Linked DNA regions of Rattus norvegicus: region 2 is linked to region 1. A link is a contact called in public HiChIP or PLAC-seq data. All regions are on one chromosome and are shown on one strand. Each heading gives the region's core, a stretch centred on a gene start, on an enhancer-like site or on the middle of the called end of the contact. The rest is flanking DNA. Distances are from core to core; before and after follow the strand shown. Region 1 holds the start of Gria2 (glutamate ionotropic receptor AMPA type subunit 2). Region 2 holds the start of Ctso (cathepsin O).

Region 1 (4,258 bases), core at 904-3,403:
ATGCTAAAATGGCTGGTCTGCTACTTCTTCAGATTTTAAAACTCAGCTGGATGCAATCGCTTCCGAGTCAACCTCAGTCTCCAGTAGCCTTTGCCTGAGCCTGCGACCACGGAACAAAGCACGCCCGGCCGGCGAGCACTCAGGCCATCCTCGCCTCTACTTGGGCGTTGCTTCAGGGAGCTGAGAACGCACCTAGCTTCTGGTCCTCGACTTCCTCATCCCTGTTCTGCCCGCGACCAGGTGGAGGTTTGTATATGGTAGGCATCCCCATCAACACCCGCATCCCCTGCTGACTGCATCCTCAGCTCCTCGGGGTCTCCATTCTCCTAGCATCCCTGCTCATACCAGTCAGTCAGGGCCTGCGTCAGTCTCGTGCCCGCGCCCCTCGGGTGGGCATTATGTAACAGCCCCGGGCCCAACTCCACAACCATTGCAATAACTTGTCCCGTGCAATAGAACGACGTGGGGCTTGCGGGGACTGCAGGTCGAAGCTGCCCTGCCAGGCTACAGGACTAAGGCATGAGATCTGTCCAACAGTCCCACAGCGCGCCCTGGGGAACAGCGTGTTCTCTTCTGGTGGAGTGCCAATAGGCGCTCAAGAGGGAGGGGGTTGGGAGATCCTCTTTGGAGGCGCCAGAATCAAGCCAGAACCCCCTGAATTCGAAAGACCAGTCCAAGTCCAACCCCTACCCCCAGATTCTAGGGTGCACATACTGTCACACTGTTCAATGGCTTTTGTCCCCACTTCACAGCCCGCTGGCCAGTGGGGGTCCCAAAGATTACAGCCACCTTCTCTCTGTACCCTCACACGCACGCGCGTGTGCAGTCACTCCCACCCACACATGACAGGCCGGCAAAACACACACACACACACACACACACACACACACACACACACACACACACACCATCCTTCACCAGCATTCACAGGCTTGCTTTCTCTGTGCAGCATAGGAAGAACGTGAATATTCATTACTTACAAGCATTGGTGACTGCGAAACTGTTGGCTACCTCCAAATTGTCGATATGGGGTGTCAGTCTGAACTCCGAAGTGGAAAACTGAACCATCCCTACCCGAAATGCACTGTATTCTTGATCAGCGCCCCTTGGAAATAGCCCCCCTGCAAAGAATAAATAGCAAGCAAGAGAACATTGTCAGAGCCCTGGAGAGGTAAGAGTGGGGTGCTAACACCCAGCAGCCCCAGAGTCTCTTATTCACACTAACCACTAGAATAAACATAATCAGTGAGTTGGGCAGCAAGGGTCGGACATCCAAAAGGTGCCCAATGAATCTAGGCAAGGAGGGGAGTCTAAAGACCAAAAATGTTCTCCCTTTTAATCTCAAGCTTTGCGATCATACCCCCGAAAATCTGAACACACTAGGAGATGCCTTAAGGCAGAAGTAACGCAGTCCCGGGGTCAGAACAGATCCTCTCCCCGCTATTGTGTCAAAAGGCATACTCATGTCTTTTTACTTCAGTCTAAAAAAAAATCATGTATATTCTAGGTAGTTTAAATCTGGAATGCAGTCAAGGTATGACATAAGTCTACATGACATGAATTAATTTGGTCACTGTGAACAAAGATTAGCACCAAATTATGCACAATTCAAAGGCATAAGACAAAAGGTACCTACCTATCTGTATGCTGTTAGAAGAGACACCAAAAATCAGTCCCCATAAAACAGGAGAAAGGAGGACAGAAATATGCATAATCTTTTGCATTTCCAAGAAAAGTAGAGCATCCACAAAATATCCCCTCGTTTCCCTTTCTTCCTCTTCCTTCTTTGACTGTTTTCCTCAGCAAATTAGATCCTCTGCATTGTGAGGTCGATATTTAGCAAGGAGCTGCTAAAAACACGAAGTGAAGGCAGAAGAATCCTTATTTCCCAGTTGTAGCTGGTGGCTGTTGATGCCTTGCGTCCTGTCCCTGCTCCCGAAGTCCCGAGGACTGGCTGAATGCAGTTTTTAGCTGAGCTGCCGCTGTAGTCCTGGTGTCTGGGAATATCAGCACCCTCCCATGCACTCACACAATCACCCTCTCTCGAGCTCTCTTCTCCCTCTCTCCTCTCTCACACGAGCGCGCACACACATACACACACATACACACACACGCACACACACAGGAAAGTCACAGAGAGGGGCAGGCAGTCTCGGGCGCGCGTGCGCGACTCAAGGCAGGCAGGGAGCTCGCGCACCTACCCCTCCCCCGCACAGCGCCCTGCACCCTGCACAGCCCTGGCAGCTTCTGCACGGTGCCGAGAAAGCTCAGCTCAGAGCCGGGCAGCCTGGTGCCTCTTAGAGACCTCCAGTCTTGCGCATCCGATTTTAGCACCGAGGACAGCGCTTTAGTCGGAGCTCTGGGCTGAGGTTGCAGGGTTTATGGTAGCTGCAGAGATGCTCCAGCCAGATCCAAATGCTGCAAAACTGATTTCCGGTTGCTATGCCTGGGAAGCCGAACTGCTAATTGCTATTGGCAGTGAAGCTTTCTTCCGTAGGGCCCTGTTGTTTTATATCAAGTACAACGAATATGATTTGATTGTCTCAAAATCCACTTAGCAATATCGACACACTGCCTTCTGCCTCACCTGACCCAGCTAAAAAGCAAAAATACTCTCTGAAAGGACGACTCCCAAAACTGTGAACTTTAGCTTCCTATGATGCAAGCATAATTCCAGGGAAACCCAAAATTCTATCCTTAACTACAAAAGATGCCGCGGAGGTTGGGTGTTTGTAACTGGATTGAACCTTTGAAGGACTTTGTGTAGGAATCCATCTTTAGAGTATGCCCCTTTGGGTTATGGTTCGATTCGTTCAAGCCGCACTGCCTGTGGATTGCTCTTGAACTACAGTGCAGACTCCCTCCTGCTGTACGGTCATGTAGACTTGGCTCTTAGATGTCCTTTTTATTTATATGGATTGAAAGGAACCGTAGGTTTCTGGGAGGAGAAAAAAAAATAGACCAAGGTTGTCTAGAAAGGATGTCCATAATCTGTCCAGACTCTAAGTTACAAACCAGATACCCCATTATATTATGGACCTTAGATTTCAAAAATAATCACTGCCTCAAAGAAGTAGGTTACCTCATTACATCAAGCCGGCTTGAATATCTGGGATATAACGAATAGGTTAGAAGTTCAAGTTTGTGAGAAGGGGCTTGGTGAAGACTCCTGATGATTCTATGTGCCTGTGAAATTCATGTTCAATATTCTACTTCATGCCAAGCCATCTCTGTGTTCCTGCTGTGACAATTCTCTCTGAAGCCTCAGAAATCCTTCACCAAACTGTATGTGTTTTGTTTTAAACAGAGAAACTAAAGAAGTCTCGGTTCAAAGATCTGTTGCCAGGAGCCAGGAGAGCCATTGAAGCTGACAACATCAAAGGGAGAACTGGCTGATGGCCCCGAAGTGCACGAGAGCACTTCCTGGTTATATCTTATGGAGGAAAGGTGACTTTAATATCACACATGGTAACTTCCTTCTGAACCCCCTTAAATCCTACTTCTGCCTTAGTCACACTGGGTCTAAAACTTCCCATTTGTTAAAATAGATTTTAAAATACATATTCTTTATAAAAATGAGAAGGAATGAACAAAAGCAAAACGCGAAGTAATATCTGTGACTTCTAAATACTGTAAGCTTATGGTTTCATGTTATGATCTCTCTGTCTTTATCTCTCTGTGTGTTTGTGTGTGGGCGCATGCGTGTGTGTCCCTACGGCAAGAATACAGAACATAGGTATAATGTACTAAGATTATAAGTTTACATATTCTAGGTGAAAAATACCTTCTTTTTATAACCAATAATTTATTTCACCTGGAAATCAAAAACTCCACACGATTTAGCAGATCCTCTAAATAGAAAAGTACAAAAGCCTTGCAGAAAATCAATAAAAATAAAATTATAGGCACGACAAGAATTATAAACATCCCAACTTGTTACATAAAGAATAATCAAACAAATTACACACATTTCCATCTCTACTTCTGACGCCCAGCACAAGAGTGGTTTGAAGTTTATGAACTTCAACATCTAAAAGAATCAGTCAGATCAACAGATACAGCGAATAAAACGTCTCTTCAGTGACATTCTTCTTTTACTTGCTTTTCAATATTTTCCACCAAAGCATCTTCAGTCTCATTCAAAGTGCTTTGAGATGATAATTGAAGATAAAGGGACAGAAGCTTGATTATCGAAAAAAAATGTGGGATACTTAATGTGTCTGGCAAGCAAATTAAAATTTAAAAGAAAGGGAGTTTT
Region 2 (4,258 bases), core at 1,245-3,744, 1.2 Mb after region 1:
TCTCCCCTCAGGCTTTTGAATGTGATGCTGCACTAATGGTCACACACACCAAGCTGGGAGTTGCAAGAAGTGGTCTTCGATGTCTCTTTTCTGACCCCTCTATACAAGGGGAACCCAGAGTTAATCCCGTCATCTGGATGCAGAGTTGCCTTGAGGGCCCCCTTGTTAAATGCTTGGTCACTGGGCATTGCTACTGGATAACAATGAACGCCCCTGTGGAAGTTCTTTAGCTCATGCCCTTGAAGTGGCTCTCTACCCTCATGCTCATGCATTCGGTCATTGCCACATCTGTCCCATCTTTCATCTGTGACAAATAGCCAAAAGAATGAAACCGTCTGCCCGATCTTAGACTGAAACCTTAAGAAGCAAAAGCCTATATTAAGTCATTTTTCTTTATCTATTGGTGGTGTCAGCCATTTTGTTATAGTAATGGGAAGCTGGTGGATATGGCTGGGTTATAAATCTCAGAGAAAATTCCGTCTGCGTTTCTGCACATTTCATCTCTGTTTATCTCTGTTGGATGAGCAGTTGCCTAAGAAGAATGCTGTCTTCTCAGAGCCACAGACATGGTTACAGAAGTCATCACTGTAAAGTGAAAATAGAGGCCTCTTTGCTCATGAAGTATTATGAATTTTACCTCAAGTGATAGTGGCTTCTATCACCCACTTTATCACTGTCAGGCTGCAGGAAACTCGTTCTCCAGGACCCATTATAATCTACTCTAAATAAGGTTTCCAGATGCCTTCACTGGGCATGTCATAGCCCTCTACATCTGCAGAACCAACATCTGATTTATAGCTTTTTAGGTACAGGGAGTAACTGTTCTCTGGTGCAGACCTGGTGATAAAAAGTCTGACCTGGGCATGAAGAGAAGCTCCAGGGAGGTCCTTTAGACCCTCTGTGATAAGATGTTTCTCTTGGAAAGTTTAGTGATGCAGATGCAACTGAGATAGAAAGGAGTCCACAGACTCCTGCGTATGCTAATCTCAGCAATTCTTGTGCAAGGGACCCTCCTTTGTAGCTTGCCCATCTCTATGCATTCTCTCCTGCTGTCATTAAACTGAAGTTATTTTCTGATGATAATTTTCTTCTTTTGACAATCCTTTGAGTGAGAAACATTTATACTTAAAGGACCAAACTCAGAATAATTGCTGTGATCGAAAGAAAGTTTATTTGGACTAAATTTAATAAGTTAATATCAACAAACCTCTACTGATTGAATACCCACTATATGTTGTTGGTGCATCAGAGACTAAAGAAATGAAATTGTCGCCCTCATGAAGCTGGCATTACAGAAAAGTGCTGTAGATCAAATGGCTACATATGTTAGAGACAATGGGGCAGTACCTGAAGAGTAAGGTGGAGAGGGGGAGGGGTTTGGGTTTTAAGTAGGGCAGTTGGGGTAGCCTGGGGATGAGGGAATGAGAAAATGGACACTAGGATTATTCAGATACATGCCAGGACAGAAGCTAAGACAGACACGATACAGAACACCCCATTTCTGGGAACCTGATTACAATTTGTCTACATAGGCTCTGCTTTTGGAAAACAGAGAAGGGATAAAAGAAAAACACAGTGAAAAGACTCACTCCAAAACAATAATTTGCATTTCGTGTGCATAAACCTTCTGAGAAGTGGCTAGCTGTCTTCTCCCAAGGGTCACCAGCGACTTGTGATATTTGATCACAGATCTTCAGTCACCCAGATTCCTTAAAGGAAAGCTCTCCAACACTGTACCGGAAACCTCTTAGGCTGAGATGTGTGTGTGCAGACATGTTGACTGGTTTGAACATGTTCCGTTCCTCTTGTTCCTTTTGCACTCTGGAAGCAAGATTTTTAAAACTGACATCAGAGAATTAAAGCAGGGGGTAGGAAGTGAACAGGATGGATTATGAAATAAACTAAGCAAGAAGAAAAATTATGAAATATACTAAGCAAGAAGAAAACAACATAATAAAACAGTAAGAAAAATTAAAGCAACCTTAACAATTAAACAAAGAAATACACAAAACGTGTTCAGCATATAATGAAGTGTTTAGAATTTATTAGCCAAATTTCATCACAAACTTTGGAAGCGGGTGCAGCTGTCTACAAGTGGAGAAATGGCCACAAGAAATTGTGTGGTTTTGTGCAGTAACAGTTTTGTCACTTATTTCTAAAGACCCATAGAAGGACGCGTGTAAATTCAGACACATTATACGTCCACATACAACCTGCTGAATTCAATGTATACACATTCAACGAACACATATTCAATTTGAAACGACAGGAAGAAAAATAATGTGCTTAATCTCAGATGGCAGGAAACACAAGTTTAGTCTCTTCGGGCTGCTGTATAAATCACGCCTTGCTCACTTTCTTATTAGATAAAAGGGAAACCCTTAATGCTTAATAACAGCACTAAAGGTCAGTGATGAGCCCAAGAAGCACCAAACAAACAAAACAGCAGGGACCCCGGCAGCTTTCTACTTCAGGGCGTGCGCCCGACTCAGGCAGTGGGCGGAGCCGAGAAACCGAAAGAGAAAGCGGGCTGGGCGCAGAGGACCTCGGGCGCCGGGATGAAGCCTCACGCGGCCAGCCTTTTGCTGCTGTGTTGCTGCTGTCTCGGCCGCGGGGTCGCCCGGACCTGGCCTTGGAGCCCCCAGCGGGAGGCGGCTGCCTTGCGGGTACCAAGTTCGCTCCCTTTACTTGTCCACTGCCCCGGGGCTCCTAGGGAGGGACCCAAACTCCAAGCGCGCATTTCCCCAGTAGAGCAGCTCCCTAAAAGCCTTGATTTCTCAAGGCAAGGATTAGTATGCTGTGCCCCAAAACACTAAAAGATGTCCAGGGCAAAGCTAAGGGGAACAAGTGCCCTCTCAACTCCAAAGCTTTCCCCACACCAAACCTGTCTCATAGAAAGCCGCCGGCAGAGGGCACTAGCTCCCTCCTGTGACTGGAAGTTCAAATGCCAGGAGCAGCTTCTTAATTCTGAGAGACTTCGAAGATGGATAAATGATTCTCTGTCCTTTATCCATCCACTGTCTACCACTTTACTATGAAGTTCTCTCTGGCTTTATTGCTTTTAAAAATTTTTCATAGTAATCCAATTTCTTTCTGAAATGGACCGAGTGGCTAACCGCGGATACATTTTCCCCAGTAACCAGGGAAACTGGCCGGAATGCGGATTCACACTTGGCCTCAGTTGCTATAGGTGATGCTATCTGACAGGTTTTTAAATCTGAAAAGATGCCATCACCATTTTATTAGAGAAGGAAACTCATCTGCTCTGACTCAGAGTCTGAATTCAAGGATGCTGCTCATGGGCCATTTAATTAGGGTCTCCTGTTGTTTTCTGAGATTTCTATGGGGCTTCATAGCTCAGCTTCCTTCCGCTGTCCTCTTTGGCCTAAGTTGGTTTCAGCTACCCTTGTGTTGTACTCAGATCAAAATGTGTGCCCTTTTTGCTCCCTTTGTTACTTTTAAGCTCATTTCTTGTTATCAGAAGCACTATTTCTCGCCAGAGTCCTTGACCTATGTGTTACCGAGACCTGTTCTTGACTTCATCTCCTGATGGACTAGACCCACTGGGGTGAAGTAGTCAGTATCATGGGTGTTGACAATGTGTTTATTGGCTAAATAGTTTTTTTTAAATCTTGAATGTTGAAGGTCAACGATGTAAGTGTATAATTTCTTTCCTCCTGGCTGAAATAAAGCGAGGTTGCCAACAAAAGCAACTTAAAGAAGGGTCTGCCTTGGCTCACACTTCAGGGGAGAGTCTATCATGATGGGGGTGTCATGGTAGCATGTGTGTGGAGCACCTGTCCACACTAAATCAACATCCAGGAAGGGAAAGACACGGATACTGTCTTCCCAGCTCATTTTCCTATCTTTATTCAGTCCAGAACCCTATCACCTGACACAGTGCCTTTTTAGTTTACGATGGGCTTCCTACCCTAGTTACACTCATCTAGAAGCATCCTCAGACTCGGCTCAAAGGTTTATTTCCATGGATATTCCCAAACCCAGTAAATGTACAGTCAAGATTACAGTCACAGTCACTGATAAATTACAAAATAGAATGTGTGTGAATTGTAATTTACATGCCTACTCATATTTTACTCATGAGGAAATTGAAGCCCCCAGACAAATGTCTAGAAAATGCCACTCTTTTGAAGAGAAATGCAACCAAGGATCCATCTAGGAAGTTAAAGGTTGGAAGTTGAAGAAAACACATAAAAAAATCTTACTACATTTTTAAAACTTCAGGTTAAAAACACCA

The links. HiChIP or PLAC-seq counts read pairs in DNA pulled down with a chosen protein or histone mark.
Region 2: an H3K27ac HiChIP or PLAC-seq map of oligodendrocytes shows a contact between it and region 1, with 14 times the contacts expected there. The contact joins the promoter of Ctso here to the promoter of Gria2 in region 1. A contact is called at or near these places in 4 of 12 Hi-C or Micro-C datasets (the A7r5 cell line, the Rat2 cell line, Schwann cells and 1 more) and 1 of 1 datasets of contacts at active chromatin or transcription factors (oligodendrocytes).

The regions. Positions count from the first base shown.
Region 1 is chr2:168,365,463-168,369,720 of GRCr8, forward strand. It overlaps Gria2 (glutamate ionotropic receptor AMPA type subunit 2), which reads right to left and starts at 2,154. Exons shown (of 16, transcript NM_017261.2): 1 at 1,637-2,154; 2 at 981-1,121. The coding sequence starts at 1,724. LOC134485927 (a long non-coding RNA gene) reads left to right here and starts at 1,034. Exons shown (of 2, transcript XR_010064323.1): 1 at 1,034-1,171; 2 at 3,308-4,258.
Region 2 is chr2:169,525,974-169,530,231 of GRCr8, forward strand. It overlaps Ctso (cathepsin O), which reads left to right and starts at 2,495. Exons shown (of 8, transcript NM_001427175.1): 1 at 2,495-2,666. The coding sequence starts at 2,559.